2 separate regions of the Mus musculus genome follow, and region 2 is linked to region 1. A link is a contact called in public HiChIP or PLAC-seq data. All regions are on one chromosome and are shown on one strand. Each heading gives the region's core, a stretch centred on a gene start, on an enhancer-like site or on the middle of the called end of the contact. The rest is flanking DNA. Distances are from core to core; before and after follow the strand shown. Region 1 holds the start of Fbxl18 (F-box and leucine-rich repeat protein 18). Region 2 overlaps Rnf216 (ring finger protein 216).

Evidence for each region. HiChIP or PLAC-seq counts read pairs in DNA pulled down with a chosen protein or histone mark.
Region 2: an H3K27ac HiChIP or PLAC-seq map of microglia shows a contact between it and region 1, with 4 times the contacts expected there. The contact joins the enhancer-like site here to the promoter of Fbxl18 in region 1. A contact is called at or near these places in 4 of 39 promoter capture datasets (cranial neural crest, frontonasal cranial neural crest, maxillary cranial neural crest and 1 more), 3 of 484 Hi-C or Micro-C datasets (bone marrow-derived dendritic cells, bone marrow-derived macrophages and pro-B cells), 14 of 115 datasets of contacts at active chromatin or transcription factors (T-cell acute lymphoblastic leukemia, craniofacial prominence, double positive thymocytes and 9 more) and 4 of 9 other capture datasets (adipose tissue, embryonic stem cells, liver and 1 more).

The regions. Positions count from the first base shown.
Region 1 is chr5:142,893,013-142,898,184 of GRCm38.p6, forward strand. It overlaps Fbxl18 (F-box and leucine-rich repeat protein 18), which reads right to left and starts at 2,226. Exons shown (of 5, transcript NM_001033312.3): 1 at 2,098-2,226. Gm38733 (a long non-coding RNA gene) reads left to right here and starts at 2,292. Exons shown (of 2, transcript XR_003955825.1): 1 at 2,292-2,455; 2 at 4,693-5,172.
Region 2 is chr5:143,015,148-143,020,089 of GRCm38.p6, forward strand. It overlaps Rnf216 (ring finger protein 216), which reads right to left. Exons shown (of 17, transcript NM_080561.4): 15 at 477-699. Among named protein-coding and RNA genes, the nearest start is that of Gm43380, 21 kb to the right of the region's middle. Within about 2 kb of position 2,189, at least 13 of the 459 cell types and tissues checked have an H3K27ac peak or open chromatin away from gene starts, as enhancers often do. A contact at or near this core is called in T-cell acute lymphoblastic leukemia, double positive thymocytes and microglia, where this site is marked.

The DNA of each region.
Region 1 (5,172 bases), core at 976-3,475:
CTAGGGCTGGAGAGATGGCTCAGTGGTTAAGAGCACTGACTGCTCTTCCAAAGGTCCTGAGTTCAATTTTCCAGCAACCACATGGTGGCTCACAACCATCTGTAATGGGATCCAATGCCTTCTTCTGGTGTGTCTGAAGACAGCTACAGTGTACTCACAAAATAAATAAATAAATACATCTTTTATTTTAAAAAATGCTTTCTAAAGTAAAGAGTGCTTGTGGACATCCAACATTGATTTGGGGCCTCCACAAGCACTCCCACATTCGAGAGCACGCACAGGAGCCAAGCACAGCAATGTGGGTCTACAGTCCTGGCTACTTAGGAGGCTGAGACGGGAAGACACCTTGAACCTGTGAAGTTGACAGCAGCCTAGGCACCATAGCAAAATCTAATCTCAGAGGCTCAAACCTTACTGGCTGGCTATGTTGCTCACTCAGGGAACAGAGGAGCTTTTGAGTCAGGACTCCATAGGATCACACGAGCAGACATGTCTATTTAATCCCTAGGACGTAGAAGTCATTGAGAGCTACTAATACAGCAATACTATCCTGGAACTCCTCTTGCTAGAGACATAACTTTCTACCACCTCACTCCTCTCTCATTAGTCTAGAGCTGGACCACACACTCTCTTTCCTGTCAATCAAAGAGACACTTCTGAGTCCAGTTTTCTTCAAAGAAAGAGAAGCTTCCAACAGACCCCAGACATAGTCCTCATACCCTGGAAAACACTTGTAAGTCTCACTGGATAAATGCAAGGAAACTCCTAGGACTTAAAAGTGTGCCCAGAGATCAGCAAGACGGCTAAGTGAGCAAGAGAGCTTGCCTTGCAAACCCGATGACCCAAGTTCAAACCCTGGGACCCACATAAAATGCTGGATGCAGTGACCCACATCTGCCATCCCAACACTGCTAGCGCAAAGTGAGAGGAGGAGATAGGGGCATCTGTCAAAAGCTCACAAGCCAGCTACTCTGGAGTATACACCATCAAGAGAGATCCTGTCTCAACTGGGGGGAAAGGCAGAAGCGATAATTTAGTACTACTCTTTCGGAGGACCTGAGTTCGATTCCCAGTACCCACACTGGGGAGGCGAATAACCACCTGTGTAACTCCAACACCGGGTGCACATGATCCTCTGGTCTCCTCAGACACCTGTACTCATGTACACATACCCACACACAGTTATACATACACACATACACACACACACACACACTAATATAAACCAGATAAAAGGCAACAACCAACTCTTCAAAGTGGTCCTCTGACTTCCACATGTACGCCACGACACGCACCCATGACATGCACATGCCAGTACTCACGCATACACACACGCTAATATGATAAATAGGTGTACCCCCAGATGCGAGTACCTAGGAAAGAACAAATATAACTCAAGATAGGGAGGAAGGCAACAGGGAAGCTACCAGGTGCTCCCCTAACCCCCGCCACGGCCCCATACTGTCGTCTGCAGAAAAAAATACTGCACACCCGTAACAAGACGCAGTGGGATTCTCCAGCTGACCTAGATCATAAAGCTCTGGGGTCAGTCCGACGCCCTATCACACTCCCGCGCATCACAAGTAGACTCCAGAAAGAAGTGGGCTGCACTTAAGCTGATAGAAAAAAAGAAGAAGCCAGGGCTGGGAATGGGGTCGAAGCCCTGAGTTCCACCCTTAGCTGCACATTAACCACCGCGTGATGATGCACACCTGTAACCCCAGATTTACAAAGGCTACAATAGAAAGATTGCTGTACGTTCAAAACCAGCCTGGGCTGCACACTGAACTCCAGGCTAGACTGGGCTACAGTGTAAAACAAACAAGAAAACACAAGCAGAAGGGACAACGTCCCATAGCTGCGAGGGCAGAGCCAACACACAAGGAGACGGGGGAAAGGCCTGGAAACTCAGCAGGCCACGTGAAAGGGTCCATTCTGGCCATCGAGATTGTGCGCCTGGGAACAGATGGGGTCAGGAGAGGAGAGGGCCTGGTAGGAGGGTAGGAGACGGCAAGGATGGGCCTTGGAATAAAGCCAGGGTCGGGAGGGAAGCCCAGAGGGGACTCCAGCCGCCGGGGCTGGAGGTGCAGGTCGTACCTCTCCGGAGCTAGCCGCCGGAGCTGCAGCCTCACAGTCCCCCAGCCTGCCAGCGTAGGGATGCTCGAAGCCGGCGCGGCCACAGCTCCACAGAGACCCCGGTAAGGGGCGTGGCTGCGGCGCACGCCTAGACGTACTTCCGCTTGCGCCCGGATGGACCCGGTGCGGTCGCCATGTTGGGTGTGGCATAAAGTACTCTCAGGATTCAGAGGCGTCCAGAAGGTCACGAGTGACCAGTCTCTTAAGCTACCTCCGCAGTTTCTTGCTGTCGCTCCAACAACATGCGTTCTGCTCCAGGCCTTTGCATTTGCCATTCGCGCTACACACTGCGCTCCAAGTCATCTGTCACAGCGCTCAGGTATCCTAGATAACCATAGCAACCTTCATGTGCACACGCTCCTGAATTTGCCCCTCATCTTGCGTTACAACTCTCAATAGCTCTTTGCACCGCCTGACTTGCTAAGCCTTTTTGCTTGTTTTGAGTCTCACTCTGTAGTCCTGGCTGTCCTGGAATTAGCTATAAAGACCAAGCTGGCCTTGAAGTCACAAAATCCGCCTACCTCTGCCTCCCATCTATGCCTAGGCCACTGTTTATTTAATGTATGTGAGTGCACTGGAGCTGTCTTCAGACAAAGTTTCTGGGAATTGAACTCAGGACCTCTGGAAGAGCAGTCAGTGCTCTTAACCGCTGAGCCATCTCTCCAGCCCCATCTTGTTTTGTTGTTGTTGTTGTTGGTTTTTGGTTTTGTTTTGTTTTTTTGTTTGTTTGTTTGTTTGTTTTGGGTTTATCGAGACAGGGTTTCTCTGTATAGCCCTGGCTGTCCTGGAGCTCACTTTGTAGACCAGGCTGGCCTCGAACTCAGAAATCCGCCTGCCTCTGCCTCCCGAGTGCTGGGATTAAAGGCGTGCGCCACCACGCCCGGCTGTTTTGTTTTTTAACACTACTGAGGATTGAACCTAAGGCTTCCTTTCATGCGTGCTAAGTAAGCACCCTGCCTGTACCCCCATAACTAAGCAGAGAGTCTGCCTGGTACTGTTCTTTGCATGTCAACACTGAACAAATAAATATTTGCTGAATAAATGAATAATAAATGTTTCCACGGCGTTTCCAGTTAAAAATGGTTTCCTAGAGCTCGTGAAATGACTCGTCAGGGAAAGGAGCTTGACTCTGACTGACCACCTGAAGTGAGTTTGATTCCAAGGACCCACACGCTGGAAGGAGAAGACTGCCTTCTAGAAGCTGCCCTCTGGTGTCTGTGTCTGCACTGGTCATGCACATGTGCTCTCGCTCGAGTGTACACAGAGAAAGAGTCAGGAAGGAAGTCCAGATGGTTTAAAATTAAGATAATAGTTTAATGGGAGCTGGGGATGTAGTTCATTTGAGTATTTGTCTAGCAGATACATAACCCGGGGTTCCGTCCCTGGCACTATATAAACCAAACCAAACGGAAACAATCTTAGGACTCAGAAAGTGGAGGCAGGAAGACCTGCAGGTCAAGGTTACCCTAGGCTATATAGTGAGTTTGAAGCCAGCCTGGTCTACATAGTGCGTTTCAGGACTGCCAAGGCTATAGAGGAACTAATACACCCTTCTTCCCTTGGGACACATAACTAAAATAATAATTATAAAAATTAATCAAATTATGAACACAGCAGGAAAGCTGAGTTTGAAGCCCCTGGTTAAACCCTCCAGTTTAGCATTGTCATCTACTACAGAGAAGAGAAAATTTACGAGCAACAGGAAGCCACAGAAAGGGGTGGGCACAGGGGTGAGTTGGAGCCACTGATGGAGCCCGATCGCTCGACATCAGCTGATTCTCACTGTGCCAGATAAAGATGGCCACAAATGTACACCCCAGCCCATCTCCCACCACTACCATCAACACTCAACAACTTCTTCCCTTTTCATTTTTAATTATATTTCTTATTTTACATTGTGTGGGGAGACAGAGAGAGAGAGAGGTGTATAGGTGCATGTAGCAGGAAGCACATGCAGACGTTGAAGGACAGACCCGGGGAGTCAGTTTCCTCCTTTGGCAGTGGTTTCTTTTAAAAAAAAAAAATTATTTATTTAATGTATATGAGTACACTGTCGCTGTCTTCAGACACACCAGATGGTTGTGAGCCACCATGTGGGAATTGCTGGGAATTGAACTCAGGACCTCTGGAAGGGCAGTCAGTGCTCTTAACCGTTGAGCCATCTCTCCAGCCCCATCAGCAGTGGTTTCTTTTTTTTTTTTTTTTTAAAGATTTATTTATTTATTATATGTAAGTACACTGTAGCTGTCCTCATATACTCCATCAGATTTCGTTACGGATGGTTGTGAGCCACCATGTGGTTGCTGGGATTTGAACTCAGGACCTTCAGAAGAGCAGTCGGCGCTCTTAACCACTGAGCCATCTCGCCAGCCCCAGCAGTGGTTTCTATTGGCTGTCGTCAGGTCACTTGTGCGGCAGATGCTCTTCCTCAGTGAGCCGCTTTGCAAGCCCTTTCCAGGTTTCTTTGCACTACGGTATCATAAAGCTTAGACTGGTCCGAAGGTTACTATTTATTTCAGGCTGGCCTCCAACTGCAGCTCCTCCTGCCTTTCCAAGTTCCCAGGTGCCAGAGTCACAGATGTGTGCCATCAAACTTGGAGGCACATTATGCAACAAAGGAGGCCAATCAGAAAAGGCTCCCAGCGTGGGACTGGATTCCAGCTCAAGGACATTCCAAGAAAAGCCAAGACTGTGACACACTACAAAGATATCACTGGCCTGGGTGGAGACCAGTGATACAAGGCTTGTCTTGAAGTATCTTTCAAACTGAAAAAAAGAAGAAGAGAGTTGGGCTGCCAAGGTGGCTCAGAACCCACATAAAACTAGAAAGAGAAAATAAAGTTGTCCTCTGGTCTTCACGTGCAAACAGTGGTTTGTCTTGAAGTGACTAAGGTAACGCCATCTTGTCTGCCTCTATTTTGTATCTGCTTAGACACTTCTCAGCTCCATACTCCCCAACAGCCTCATTGGCCTTGGCTACATACATATTTGGCATCTCCATGACCTTGAACATGGTCCAGATGCATTAGCCCAAAT
Region 2 (4,942 bases), core at 939-3,438, 120 kb after region 1:
CTGTCTCATCCTCTGAGTGCTGAGATTAGAGGCATGCAGTCGTGTTTGTCTGTAGGCTCCCCAGAACTCTGTAGCACTCTGTGCAGTGAAAGCTGTTGGGTTTTGGTGGCAGCAGTGTGTTGTCTATAACTCTCCCTTGTCCTGTATAACACTCCAGATGGCAGAGAAAATGTTTATCCCCTAAGTGACTGAAGTGATTTGTCCACAAGACTTTTTTCTTTTTTTGAGATGGGGTCACCCTCTCTTGCTTAGTGATTCTCCTACCCCAGCCTCCTGATAATGGCTACAAGGCATGTCCACCACACTCAGTGTATTTCAAGGTGAGTGTTTTCTGATATTCTCCGTTTTCCCTGTGGCTATTGGTTTGTATGTTTCTATGAGTCTGAACCTGTCACGTAAATACAAAGTACTTTTCATTACAGGAATGTATTGCTCTTTTCTCATATATGGAAATGGACTGACACGCATCTACTCACAGTGGGGTCGGTCCACAGGGAGCACCTGGAACATTCTTGGCAAGGGGCTCCTGGAGAGCGAGGATGCTGGCAGAAATGGTCATAGCCATTGATAGAAACTCGACAGAGGTAGCACATCTGGGCACCACAGCGGCAAGACATGCGGTTGCAGCCTTCAGACTTGATGAGGCCAGTTCCACACTTGTGACATTTTCTAATCCGAGCAGCAGTCATTTTTTCTTCACTGAGAAGAAAAGAAAAAAGCAATTGGAGTTGGCAGGGAAGGTGGGGCCAATAAATGATCATGGCCACTAAGGTTTACTATTTCCCGTATGTAAGGACGGCCTGAGCCTTTCCGAGACATTCAGACAGTGGAAAGGGCCCATGTTTTGGAGTCTGAGAACTCGGCTCCAAGTTTATCAACTGTACTACCTTGGATAAATTTCCCAACTGCCTGGAGACTCAGTTTCCTCACTTTCAAATTGAGGGCATAATATTCTCATGTAGTTTTGGAATTCAGATAAGATATAAGGCCATCTGACATGATGTGTGGCATTTTTTCATTCTAGGACTCCTGCAGGCTGTCAAGAGGGAGAAGAAACTCGGCTCCTTCCTAAACCAAACCTGGTCTGTGCAAAGCTAGTGATTTAAGAAGTGGGAGCCAAGTCTATATACACTGGATCTCTGAATACTTGGTCTGGGAGTAGGCAATCCCTCTGTTGAAGGAGCACACGTCCAAGCTCACACTCCTACAGTCCCCCAATAGCGAGACTGTTTCTAGAAGCATTTCAACTGATAAGGAGGGCCCACTACTGCCAGGATACTTCTTACTGTGTTGGTATTTTGTATTGCTGCTCCCAACTACAAACCGACACCCTTCACCTTTCTCTGTTACACTGAGGGCCTTGAAGACAGAGGGAAGGGAGGCAGGATCAAAACAAATTTGCTATTGAGATAAAGGGTGGGTGGCCAGCTACAAAGTGAAGCAGAGAGGGTGTCCAGCAGGATGTGCTGCGATGTAAAGGTGAGTGCAATCTAGGCAGCAAATGCTTTCACTGTGTGCACTGCAGCTACTCACACTGCAGCAGTTTGTCACTTAGACACCAAACTATGTACCAAGAACAGTAAAATGCAATATAACACTGGCTGCTACTTATTGAGGTCCAATCTGCTAGTGACCTGAAATGAAGAAAAGCAGAACTTTAGCTTGGAAACAATCTACACCCAGTTCAAGTTACAGAAGAACAAATGATTTCTAAGTTTTGTTTAATAGGAGACCAAGTTTAACTAATTAATCTTTTGAATCAGGGTGTCACAAAGCCTAGGCTGGCCTGGAGCTCACCACTTGACTAGGCTGACCTTGAAATCAGAGAGATCCATCTGTGTCTGCCTCCTGAACTGGGACCCAGTGTGTCCAGGAGACTAGACTCTATTACTACTGCCGGCTGGGAGTAGCACAATGAGTTTAGTTACTGAGCAACTGTGAAGACACTTCTTTTTTTTTTTTTGGTTTTTTGAGACAGGGTTTCCCGTATAGCTCTATAGCTCTGGCTGTCCTGGAACTCACTCTGTAGACCAGGCTGTCCTCGAACTCAGAAATCCGCCTGCCTCTGCCTCCTGAGTGCTGGGATTAAAGGCATGTACCACCACGCCCGGCTCATGAAGACACTTCTTAATGTTGCTTCTTAAGATGCAAGGAGCTGCTGGGTGGTGGCGGCACACACCCTTAACCCCAGCACTTGGGAGTTCAAGGCCAGCCTGGTCTACAGATTGAATTGTAGGATAGCCAGGACCATACAAAGAAACCCTGTCCTGAAAAACCTCCACCACCACCACCACCACAACAAAAACAAAACAGAAAAGGCCAGAATGGGCCTATATAAGAAAGGACTGCGGCTGTATGGAACAGAGAAGCCACAGCTGCTTTTTGTTGTTAGCGTGAACTATACAGGAAAGAGCCTCACAGGATGTGCTTCCAGAAGCAGGACAGGAAGAGAAGCCTAAGCCGAGGCTGTCTCTGTCTGCTGATCTCATGTTCAACAGGAAGACTCATGGACATCCTCTGTGCAGCCAGCTGACACCCCACCAGTCTGTCACTACTCGTGCTTTACTCCCCAAAGACAACGGGAAGTAATCTTGGGGGCTTCCTTCTCTCTCCACTCTCCACACCTTCTCTTCCCAACCAAAAACATACTCTGCAGTACTGGCTGGTCTGGAACTCCCTATGTAGACAAGCCTGATTTCAAATTTATAGAGACCACCTCTTTCTCTTGAGTGCTGGCATTATAAAGAATTCTTAAAAAAGAAAAACAAACACACAAACAAACAAACAAACAAAATTTAAGAACTACGGTAGGGTTGGAGGAGATCGTTTAGTTGGTAAAGTGCTTGACACATACAAGCATGAGAACTTGAACTGAGATTCCCAGCACCCATAAAAAAGCCAAGTGTAGCTGTGCATGTCTGTTAGTCCAGTACTGGAGAGGTAAAGACAGGACCATCCCTGGGGTCTGCTGGTCAACAAGTCCTGCTGAATTAGCTGAGTTCTAGGCTCAATGAGAAACCATGCCTCAAAAAAAAAAAAAAAAAAAAAAAGGCTTAGAATGTGGGACGATTGTGACCAACCCTGAGGACCTGTGTCCCTGGGACCCAGATGGTAGAGGCAGAGAAGTGATTACTCATAGTTGCTCTTTGATTTTTCATAAGCCATGTGTCTGTATACATTTTTTTTTTCATTTAAGAGACAGGGTCTCATCAGGCCTTTAATCTCAGTACTTGAAGCAGAGACAGGCGAATTTCTGCGCTCTAGGCCAGCCTGGTCTACCGAGCAAGTTCCAGTAGAGCCAGAGCTATACAGAGAAACCCTGTCTCAAAAAACCAGGGACAGGGTCTCATTGTATAGTTTTGGCTGGCCTTGAATTTTGTATGTAAGCTGGGCTGATTTCCAAATCACAGAAATCCATTTGCCCCTGCCTCCTAAAGCTGGTATAAAGATGTATCTACCATGCCCAACACATAATTAAAAAAAAAATGCCTTATTTAATCTTAAGTATATGAGTGTTCTGCTTGTATATGTGTGTGCACCATGTGCATGCCTGGTGCCCATGGAGTTTAGTCTGATCTCCACAGACTCAAGTAATGGGAGGTAAAGAGTGACCCAGCACGCAGCTGCTAGGGAAGAATACTCGGTCATTTTATGTCAACGAGACACAAACTAGACTTAGCTGAGAGGAAGGGACCTGAACTGAGAAATTGTCTGTATAAGAGCCAGCTGTAGGGCATTTCTTAATTATCCATCTATGCAGGAGCACCCAGCTCATTGTGGGTGCTGCCATTCCTAGGCTGGTGGTCTTGAGTTCAGTAAGAAAGCAAGCCATGAGGAACAAACCAGTAAGCAACGCCCCTCCATGGCCGTCACAGCAGATGCTGCCTCCAGGTGCTTTTCCTGACTCCCTTTGATGATGGATCTGGAAGTGTAAACCAAATAAACCCTTTCCTGCCCAAGTCACGTTGGTCCTGGGGATTCATCCCAGCAATGGGACAAAGAGCAGTGTGCTCTTAAATGCTGAGGCACTGATCTCATCCAAATAAAGATATTTTTCAATTATAAAAAGATGGAGAGAGACAAATGAAGAGGCATCTACACACATACAACACATAACTCACCCATCCCCCCCCCCCCCCCAATCATTCTGGTGTAGTCACCCTAACAGTCACTTTGCCACCACTCCTGACTCATTTTCTTAAAGAAGTATGTACTGAAATGATCTTGCTGGTTTCATGATCTCTGTCTATTTGGGCTGAGACCAGCTCTGTGGGAGAACATTTGTCAAGCATGTGTAAGGCCCTAGGTTAAATTTCTAGAATTGAGAATCCGCTAACAAAGGAATACCTGCCGCCACAAACCCAAAGCACTTCTCTACTTTTTCTTGGCTTTTAGCAGTTTGACTCTCATGTGTCTTGTTTCAGACTTAAAAAGTACTGGTTCATGTCCCTAAATCTGAAAAGTTTTCAGCCATTCTTTATTCAAATATTCTCTGGCCCCTTTTATACCCTCTGAATAGGAATATACCAGATAATGGGTCATAGGTCCCTTAGGGTTCATACATTGCTTTTCTTTATTCTTTTCTTCCCATCTTCCCAACTGGATAATGTCAGGTAAGTCTGATTCATCACTTTTCTCAATTTATTCATTCTATGTGTACTAAGTGTTTTGTCTTCATGTATATTAAGTGTACCACTTGTGCACACAGTGCCCTCAAAGGCCAGAAGGCAGCACTGGATCCTCTCCTCCCCAGAACCTGAGTTGGAGACAGCTGTGAGCTGCCACATGGGTTTGATTCAAACCTGGGTCATCTGAAAGAACAGCCAGTGTTTGTTACCCATGAGTCATCTCGAGCTTCTTTCTTTTTTGTTTTTTTGAGACAATGTCTAATGTAGACATCAAATGTGCTATTTAGCTGAAGATGACCTTGAACTCTAGATCC